Regions from separate parts of the Macaca mulatta genome. Here regions 1 and 2 are each linked to region 3. A link is a contact called in public Hi-C data. All regions are on one chromosome and are shown on one strand. The core of a region is the stretch at or near the end of the contact, and the rest is flanking DNA. Distances in the headings are between cores, read along the strand shown. Region 1 has its middle 650 kb from the start of SOX11. Region 2 has its middle 280 kb from the start of CMPK2. Region 3 holds the start of SOX11 (SRY-box transcription factor 11).

Region 1 (3,207 bases), core at 627-3,126, 650 kb after region 3:
CCACACTTCTTTGCTGTTTTGGTCCACAGAAATTTATTCCACATGTGCTCATATACAGTCCACACATTTGGCAGGAACAATTACTGGTGATCAACCAACAACACTTTTGTACGTCTTGTCATCCCACCATGCATGTAATTAGTTTTGAACCAGTCAGTAACTTCGCTGGCTTTTTACAGCAAATATGGCTTTAATTCATTAAAAGGTCGTGACATGTCATCAGTTGGAATGAATGCCAATGCAGGCGAATAGCATATTTTTAAACTGAAGTTTCCATTGTTTTCGTAGCTTATGGCCAATCCACTCACCTGATTTTTCGGCCAAATGCATTGGGCTGAAGGTTAAAAAACAACAACAACAACAACAGTAACAAAACCCTTTACTGGTAACATCTTGAAATTCACTTTTCAAAGTCTGATTGCACCTAATTCCAAATCTGACATGGTTTGAGGATTCAGCTGAAACCCATTTTCTGCTGCATAAAGAAAATAACAAGGTGATAGTTCTGCCTAACATTAGGCAATTATCCTGTGATAGTGATTTTCAGGATTTTAGACATTAGGAATTTTCAACTTTAGGGACTTACACGTTAGGGATTCTCATCTTTAGAGATTTCAACATTTGGGATTATGGCATTCAAGATAGTGTCTTTCCAGATTACGATCCAAACCCAACGCAGTTACATCTCCCTGCTTCCAGTCCCCTGTAATCCATACCTGATTTAACTTTTGAAAGTCAATAAATGTCAGAAAATACATTAACAGATTAGAAGTCACAGAATGGGAGAAAAATATTGCAACACGTATAGTCAACCAAGAACTAGTCCCGGACTATATAAAGAACTATAGCATATCAATAATAATAAAGAAGACAAATACAAATGTAGACAAGAGTTTAACTTATTTAATATACTTAACAAAGTCAGACTTCTGCATCCCATTAAATGTATGAAAAGGAGAAATGCCATATGAGAATATTTCTATACAGTAAAAAAGCTTTAATAAAACTTAAAATGTATGTGAATTGTGTTAAATACACACACACACACACAAACACATTTTGGTAATGAAAGCATAGAAAAGAACTTCTTCACCTGATGAAGTTCATCCACAAAAAGTCTACCGTGAGCTTACCTCTTCTTCTTCTTCACCTCTCCATCTCCTTCTTTCCCAGCTTCTCTCCTTTTCCTTTCTTTCCCTTCTATTTCTGATGAATTTTGTGCAAAAATCCATCAGATGGGGCAAAGTAGGCTTCTAGACTAGTCCGGCAGTGGAGGGAGCAGTGGCCCAGGGCAAGGCGTTAACTCCCAACCAGAGTGAGAAGAAGGTCCACTCTAGGGGGGTGGCCTAGTGTGAGGTGTGGGGATGTAGCTGGGTATTCAGGTACCCATGCAAGGGCATCCATGCTAAGATTTCCTGCAGGGGGCGTCTCAGAATCAGAAGGGAGTGAGGAGGATGTAGAGCCAAACAAACAGCTGGTGCAGAGGACAGAAGCCCAAGGAGAGTGAGCACGACACTCATGTGCTAGGGTAGATGGGTAAGGAGGGCTCCTACATAGGGGTGTGCCTGTAGGTGAGAAGACATTGTTTGCATAAGGGGAAATTGATCAGATAAAAAAATAGGAGTTGGTTTTCTCACCACTGGAGAAAAGAATTGCAAATATGAAAGGAAGAAAAACAAGAATGAATGTGTAGTGTTGGATTGCGACTGGAGTGTGAAATCATGGTTAGAGAGAGAGGGAGTGAGAGATGAAAATTCACATATGTATGTTGACCTTAACTATTGAATTCCTAAATTGTGCAAATGGATTCAGAATATGACTCACTACTGTCTTCTCTGCAGAGCAATGGGATCCCTTTTATGATGTTAATTCTGGGCACCATATGTGTGTTTCGATTGCACTGGGAAGAGAAAAATGTTCACAGAGAGAATGAGATGGCAGATTGTACGGTTTTACTTTTTTTTTTTCTTCCATAGCCTTGAAGTAGAAGAAAGGCTAAAGCTGCTTTTATCTAATAAAATGTAATTTGTATTTTATCATGATATCACCAAATCATAGGTCAGCAACCTCTTTGAATTCTGAACCTATTTTCACATCCACGAATAGAAATGTATTATTTAAACTGGTCCCAAAATGCAGTTCAAAATGCAGTCCTCTCTCTAGGAACATAAAAGGTATTTGCAATCTGCTTTTTCTTTCTTTTCTTTATATACACAGTAGAAACTCTGGAAGTATTGCAAATGAACAACCATACCTGGGTGAGAAGCTATCAATTCTCAGGACTTTTTCAAATGGTGAAGTCTAGCCTGGTCCATTGCATGTAATACCTCTCACCTTTGCTGTGAAAGCCTCTCTGACACCCTGTGGTGTGTGATGGAAGGTGCTGAAAACTAGCAGAGGCTTCTCTTCCAGCTGCTGGTTGAAATGTCAAAATGTCAAAATGTTCCTATTGGTTGCTTCCCAACACTCTGGAGACGAACTCACAGAAACACTTCATTAAAGAAGAATCTTTTACATCTGTTTTGCTTGCTGTCTCTGCTAATCCTTCCTCCACTGGCTAAAAAGCCCTAACAACAAGTCTCCTTTGAAATCTACATTTAAATCTCTTAATTACACTTTGATTTTTGCCAATGTCTTGCTTGCAATCTATGTTCAAAGGCAATTTTAATAATATTAGTCTCTGTCAGTATGCAGAGCCAGCTCTGTCCTTCAAAGTGAATTTTTTGGTCCTCATCGGGCAACTATTGGCATTGGCAGGCATCAGGAACACATTTCCCAGAGCCTCTACCCAGTAACATTTTACATTTGCAATTAATTGTGTAGGCAATTGGACACTAAAGTAATTGTGGGCTAAGCAAGCCAATTGTACTCTCAAAAATGAAAGAAAATTATGGCCACATTTAGTAAATTATAGTATAATTCTCCCTACGTGCAATTGGATTCCCCAAATTAAAGGCGGACATAAAACTGGAGTTGCAGAAATGAAATTGTGGCTTCTCATTTTCATTTTGGTTTATGCAGTATTTTAATGAAGTTATCTTTTTTCCAAAAATCTTCATAATCTATATTTCCAGTTTTCTCATAAATTGCTAACGGGAAAAAAATGTACCCCTTCTGCGATTTTCATATTGTTTTGTTTTTTTAGGATAAAATCAAGATATTGATGCTAGTTTACATTAGTCACAGTCGTTTTTATGTTGTCTGTTG
Region 2 (3,513 bases), core at 658-3,157, 880 kb before region 3:
ATCTATTTTTTATAAATTATAAAACATCTTTCCCACCCCTTCCCTGTCCCATCCTATCCCTTTTTCACCCTAATATCATAATATCATTATCTCCAACACATACTCATTAGTTAGAACTACACAGATAGAGGGAGGTGTGCAGTGACAAACACGCAAAAGAAAAAGAAGGGCTTAGTGTTTCTAAATACGTGGTTGTGCAAAGACATGACATCTTTTACATTTTGTTTAGGCGGAAGAGTCACATGGGTCTCCCTTGCATTGTCAGGTGACATTTTGTTCAAGCAAAAAAGCAGTGTGAATACTGGACAAATACGTGTTAAATACAGTTGGTCAATTAAGTTTGAATTTCAGATAAGCAATAAATTAATTGTATACAATTATTTCTAAATATGACATGGGAAATACTTATACTGAAAAATTACTCAATTATTGTACCTGAAATTCAAATTGACCTGAGCATTTTGTATTTTTTTCTTTTTTTGTGGCGAACAAAGTTTCACTATATTGCCCAGGCAGGTCTTGAACTCCTGAGCTCAAACTATCCTCCTGCCTCTGCCTCCCTGAGAGCTGGGATTACAGGCATGAACCACCACACCCAGCCTGTATTTTTTTTTTTTTTTTTTTTTTTTTTTTTTGAGACGGAGTCTCGCTCTGTCACCCGGGCTGGAGTGCAGTGGCGGGATCTCAGCTCACTGCAAGCTCCGCCTCCCGGGTTCACGCCATTCTCCTGCCTCAGCCTCCCGAGTAGCTGGGACTACAGGCGCCGCCACCGCGCCCGGCTAGTTTTTTGTATTTTTTAGTAGAGACGGGGTTTCACCGTGTTAGCCAGGATGGTCTCGATTTCCTGACCTCGTGATCCGCCCGTCTCGGCCTCCCAAAGTGCTGGGATTACAGGCTTGAGCCACCGCGCCCAGCCCAGCCTATATTTTTATTTGCTAAATCATCTAACAATCTTAAAAATGAGCCAGCTGATACTAGAAAGTAAAAAAAAAAAGTGTCAGTGTCCCTGGAGCAAAAACGTCCTTATGTACATCTGGTATTATCATCAGAATTTGATATTATAACCTAGATCTCGAAAGTTCTCAAAAAGCTTTTATAAACATTATCTATAAACAAGATAAATTAACTATTCCCATTTTGCACATGACGAGGCTGATGCTTACGGTGGTCCAGAGATTGGCCCAATGTAAAAATGATCCTAAAAGATGGGACTGAAACTAGTATCATGGTCTTTTGATTCCCAATCCATATTTCCAGGTAGACATCAAAATAATTAATTGGGTTATAAATAATCCAATCCATCTAGTCATATTAGTCACAATCACCAGCCCTGGGCAGTAATTATATGTCTTGGCAATGGCCACTCTGCTTGGAATTGATAAAATGATCAGGGGAGCGTCCAAATCCAACTATGTCCAGGAAGCAATGTGAACTGCATTGGAAGCCCTGCGTTAATCTGCATAAACACAGTCTAGCTGCCGGTTGGTGATGTTGTCCCACTATTTCTTGAAAAATCTACAAATTTTAATACAGTTCATATATTTCCATTTTTCTATACAAGTGGCAATATAATTTGGTGTCAAGGAACTACATGGTTGTTAAGAATAATTCATAGACTATTGGTTTTTTAGCCATGGAAGGATGAAAGTAATGTCATGACACTTCCATTCACAGATCTGAAGAGTAACTGAACAGGATTTTTTATTTGACTGCATTTGCGAGGCTGGCACCCACAGAGACATAGACTTTTCATTTAAAATTCAGCCCTTCTGTGAGATGCTGAGTGATGTTCTTGGAACCAGACAAAATTGACCGGAATTTGTGAAAAGGTAATCAACTATTCCTTGCCTACTGAAACCAGTGAATATATGTACACACTGCTTTGAGAATCTGTTCTTTTTGTTACAGAACAGATGTCTGGGAGGTTTTTGGCAGGCCCCACTCTGTCAAACAGTCCGGTTTTGACAGCTACTTGCTTGAGGGATGGCTGAAATGCAAAGTATTTCTGATCAGAATATTATATTCATCTGGATGTTAATTACTGTGTCTGCCTTGGTATAAATAATTAATTATGCAAAACCCACACAGCTGCTGCTGGACAGAGTTAAGTGACTTGCTGTCAAAGTCTCACAGTTCTGGAAGGAAAGGAGGATTTAGTAAAACATGCGCTGTAACAGAGAATATGGTATGAGGATCTTCTTGTCAGGATCCTTCTTTCGTTGAATAAAAGACCGTTATACCTCAGCGTGGCATGTGTGTGTGTGTGTGTGTTTTAAATAAAGACATAGCTCCTAATTTACTTTAAGTTGGCCCTGAAAACAACTCTCTTTTCTAGTTATTAAGTAGTTTTCTAGGAATTCACATACCACATTGTTAGAGAGCTTATGAATGTGATGAAAACAGGAGACATTTAGGAGTTCAACTGGTAACTCCTAAATCAGTTGAACTGCTAAATCTCTCCTATTTTCATCACATGCATAAGTCTCAACAGTTCAGAATATCCCACGGAATTGGACGTGTAGGTCACACTGAAGTAGGTGAGCTTTTTGTTTGCTTGCTTCAGAAAAGACACTGACAGACCCAGCTCATTTTATTCACTTCCAGATTTATATGAGTATTACTGATATGGTCACTCGTGAATATGTGAATGCCTAGACTGCTGAGAAATGATACTGCATCCATAAAAAAGTTAATCTCTACATTAATTAATCCAAGTGCAAATGACTTTTTTTAAATGTCTAAATGCACCTAGAAGTTCAATTGATGTAGGGTAGGTGCTAGTTCCATGTGACACTTTTTGGCAAAACAGCATTGCGTGTAGCAGCAGCGATAGGAAAAGGGGAAAAAAGCTGCCTCTCAAACCAAGGCATTGGTAGATTTATCAGATGGTTTTGTTTTGTGCAAATATTGCTATTACTGCAATGAAGCAAAGTGCTAGAGATTATAAATAATTTTGGTAGAGACAAGGAACAAAATGTCTTTTAGAGGAGGCAGCTGCAGCGCAGTGGAGGGAGTGTGGTTTGTAAGAACGCAGGCCCAGGGTTCCAGGCTCTGTCATCTGTTGGCTGGTTGACCTAGGATCAATCACAGAATGTTTCTGAGCCTTTCCTCTGCACTTATCCAGGGCTGCTGACAGCATCCAATGATGATAATGGACATGGAAACACTTTACCAACTGAAATATTATTTAAAAACCTAAAATATCATTCCACATTCAGCAACTCATTGTTGAGTACGTTAGTGCTTCTACGGAAATGTCTACTGTGACAATTCTTCCTTTTCAATCTACCTCTTATTTATTCACCCAGCCAGCTTCTCTTCTTTCCCATCATCGCACCAGACACTGATTTAGGTGTAGGGAATTGCTGGGAATGAAACAACAGAAGTAGTCCTGACCATCCTGGAGCTCATAGCCCAGCGAGAATAAACACATAAATGTATGTCAATAAAATAATTACAAATGCTGCTAAGCAGCAAACAAATTGAGATGGTGAAGTGAAGGAATGAATGTGT
Region 3 (3,178 bases), core at 302-2,801:
CCCTCGCTGAACGAATCCAAATCCTTATCCACCAGCGACAGGGACAGGTTCCCGGCCGCCGCGCCGCCCCCCAGCTGCTGCTCGCTGGCGCTGTGCGCGCTTTGGGAGAAATTCAAGCTCAGGTCGAACATCAGGTCGTCGGCGTCCTCGCCGCTGCTGCCGCTGCTGCTGCCGCTGCTGCTGGACGAGGAGGTGGACACGGAGCGCGAGGACCCGGGCGACAGCGCGGGCTGCGCGAGCGGCGGCGGGTGCTGCTTGGTGATGTTCTTGAAGCTGTAGTAGAGGCGGCTGCCGCCCCCGGCGCCCGAGGTCGCGCCGGCCCGCACCTCGTCGTAGAGGCTTGCGCCCTCGGGAGACTCCGCGGAGCTGCTCAGCGTGGGGCTGGCGGGCACTTTGGCGACGTTGTAGCGTCTCAGCAGCTGCGACGGCTGCTGCCCCGGCGGCTGCAGGAGCTGCTGGTGCGGCGGCTCCTCGTCCTCCTCGTCCGGCTCCTGCTTGATCTGCAGCTGCAGCTCGTCGTCGTCGTCGTCGTCGTCGTCGTCCTCATCCAGAAACACGCACTTGACCGTCTTGCCCGCGCCGCCGCCGCCCGCGCCGCTCACGCGCAGGCTGCCCAGCACGTAGTCGTCGCCCGCGCCCCCGTAGTCCCCGGCCTGGGCCGCCTTGCCCGCGCCAGCCTTGGCGCCGGCGGCCGCGGGGGCCTTGAGCTTGCCGCATTTCTTGCTGGAGCCCTTGGAGGTCTTGGCACCGCCCGCGCCGCCGCTCGCGCTCCCGCCGCCGCCGCCGGCCGCGCTCTTCTCCGGGCTCTGGCTGGCGCTGGGCTTGGCCGAGGGGTCCATTTTGGGCTTTTTCCGGGGCCGGTACTTGTAGTCGGGGTAGTCGGCCATGTGCTTGAGTCGCAGCCGCTCCGCCTCCCGGATGAACGGGATCTTCTCGCTGTCCTTCAGCATTTTCCAGCGCTTGCCCAGCCTCTTGGAGATCTCGGCGTTGTGCATGTCTGGAGACTGCTCCATGATCTTCCTGCGTTCGATCTTGGACCACACCATGAAAGCGTTCATCGGCCGCTTGATGTGGCCCGACGCCGTCTTGCACCAGTCTGGGTCGCTCTCGTCCAGGGCCACCGGGCTGCAAGCCATGAATTCGCCCTCCTCCGTGTCCAGCGCCTCCCGGGGCAGGTTGCTCTCCGCTTCCAAGCTCTCCGCCTGCTGCACCATGATCCGCTGCGGGGCTGGACGCTCCAACCCGGGCCACTGGGTCTCGTGCGGAGGTCCCCCTCCCCCTCCCACCCCTCCACCTTCCTGGGCAAGTTGCAAAGTCCTCGGCACCCTGCTTTCGCGGCTCCCCCCCTCCCCCCCGCCCCCCCTTCCAGGCTGCACACAGCGGCTGCGGTGGCTTCGGCGGCGACGGCCGCCGGCGCGCTGGGAGCTGCGGTCGCGACAGGAGAGGCGGTGGCGACGGCGGTCGAGGCAGCCCGGGACCCCTCTCTCCGGCTCGTGGCTCCCACCGCAAGAGCCGGACCCCGAGCTCTCCCAGGCGCGCGCGCTCCTTCTGCAAAAAGTTGAGGTCTCTCTCTCAACTAGTTATCACGGTGTCATATGGGTGACATCACTCCCCCGGCTAGCCAATGGCTGGGGGCCGGCTCCGCCCATCTCCCTTTATTAACTCGGAGGCCCCGCCCCTCCACCCCGCCCTCCGGGCTGCTTTTGCAAAGATGGGGGTGGGGGGGAGAGGAGGCATGTCTAGAAATATGTTATTTTTAAAAAATCCGCGTGTGTGCACAGATGCGCCTCTCCCCGGGATGCTCGGAAGCGGCGCGCGGCACCACGGGGAGCGTGCGGCCAGGGGCGAACCGGGCTGGTCCGGGCGCCGGCGCGAACCGAGGACTGGGTCCCGGGAGAGGCCCCGCGCGCCTTTGTGCCCAGTCCCCGGGAGGCCCGACGGCGACAGCGGACGGCGCGCGCTCACTCCCCGTGTGCACACACTCGGGAACGCGCCCAGCCTGAGACTGCGGCCTCTGCCCGGCTCGGAGTCCGCCGCGCCCGGCCTGCCCCGGGGTGGGCGCAGCTGCTCCCCGGCGAGTCCCCCGCGGGGCTCGGCCGCTCCCCGGCGTCCCGGCCCCGAGCCCGCCCGGTAGCCCCGCGGCGGCCCTGGCCGACGGAAGGTGGCGCTTGAAGACAACAACCTTCCCGGCACGTGGGTTCTGCTCTCCTTTTCCCTTTCTCCCTTTTTGTAAGGCAAAGAAATCAATTTAAAGCTCGAGAGGCGGTGAGCTCCCTCCCCCGTTTGCATTTTTCTGTTTTGTCCTTTTTCTCCGTCTGTTTTCCCTCCTCGGTGGTGTTTGGGGACGCGGCTGTGCGGGTTGGGTTGCGCCGCGCCCCCGCGAGCCCCGCCCCGGGCGGGGGCCGGAGTAACGGTCTGCGGGGCCCTCGGGTTCAAGCTGGCCACTCCCAGGGCTGGCTCCGGAGCGGGGTCTGGGTCCCGCAGGCTCCGGCACGCCCGCGCCCCGCCCGGCGTCCCCGCGAGGGGCCCGGCGCCCTCCTTCCCTTCTCCCTCTGCTCCCCGCTCCTCCTCTCCCCGCCCCCTCCTCCCCTCCTCTCCCCGCCCCTCCGCCGCTCCTTTCTCCTTCCCAGGCCTCCTCTTCCTCTTTGTCCTTCCCCCATCCTCGGTCGCCAGCGCTTCTCCGGCAGCCTCGTCCTGAAATCGTGCGATTGTGAGCTAGAAGCCGTCTGGGTCACTCACAAACCAAAGAGAAAAATAAGGTGCACTCGAGTTTCCAGTCTAAATATCTCCCCTGGAGGTGGAAAGGTGCGCTGGCGGCCGGGGAGCCGCGACCGGGGGCGCGCTGGGCCCCACAGAGCAGCCGCGGACCCCGGCGATCGCGCCGTGTTCGTCTCCTTTGTGTTTCTTTATTGAGTCCCTGCTACCTCTACGGATATTCGGGGGGCAATTAAAGAAAACCGCCGCTTCCTAGGTATTGTCTGTCGCCATCCTCGCCTTCTCCACACCCCCCAGCGCTGGGTATCTGGGAACTTTGAGCAGTTCTTAAGACACTGCCCGGATCCCTTCACCAGATAAATCAGCCGTGTAGGACTGGGAAAACTATCCAAATTTTCTTCCTTTCAGGTGCCCTCCTGCAAGTAATACTACATTCCTTAAGTATTGGATCTTCTCTGAGGAC

Evidence for each region. A called contact is a pair of places that touch in the nucleus more often than the background predicts.
Region 1: a contact with region 3 is called in a Hi-C map of fetal cortical plate, with 4 times the contacts expected there. The contact joins the enhancer-like site here to the promoter of SOX11 in region 3. A contact is called at or near these places in 2 of 14 Hi-C or Micro-C datasets (fetal cortex germinal zone and fetal cortical plate).
Region 2: a contact with region 3 is called in a Hi-C map of fetal cortex germinal zone, with 2.9 times the contacts expected there. The contact joins the enhancer-like site here to the promoter of SOX11 in region 3. A contact is called at or near these places in 2 of 14 Hi-C or Micro-C datasets (fetal cortex germinal zone and fetal cortical plate).

The regions. Positions count from the first base shown.
Region 1 is chr13:119,787,360-119,790,566 of T2T-MMU8v2.0, forward strand. No RefSeq gene overlaps it. Among named protein-coding and RNA genes, the nearest start is that of SOX11, 650 kb to the left of the region's middle. Within about 2 kb of position 1,877, at least 8 of the 40 cell types and tissues checked have an H3K27ac peak or open chromatin away from gene starts, as enhancers often do. A contact at or near this core is called in fetal cortical plate, where this site is marked.
Region 2 is chr13:118,252,999-118,256,511 of T2T-MMU8v2.0, forward strand. No RefSeq gene overlaps it. Among named protein-coding and RNA genes, the nearest start is that of CMPK2, 280 kb to the left of the region's middle. Within about 2 kb of position 1,908, at least 4 of the 40 cell types and tissues checked have an H3K27ac peak or open chromatin away from gene starts, as enhancers often do. A contact at or near this core is called in fetal cortex germinal zone, where this site is marked.
Region 3 is chr13:119,133,510-119,136,687 of T2T-MMU8v2.0, forward strand. SOX11 (SRY-box transcription factor 11) reads right to left here and starts at 1,552. Exons shown (of 1, transcript XM_077960218.1): 1 at 1-1,552. The coding sequence starts at 1,214.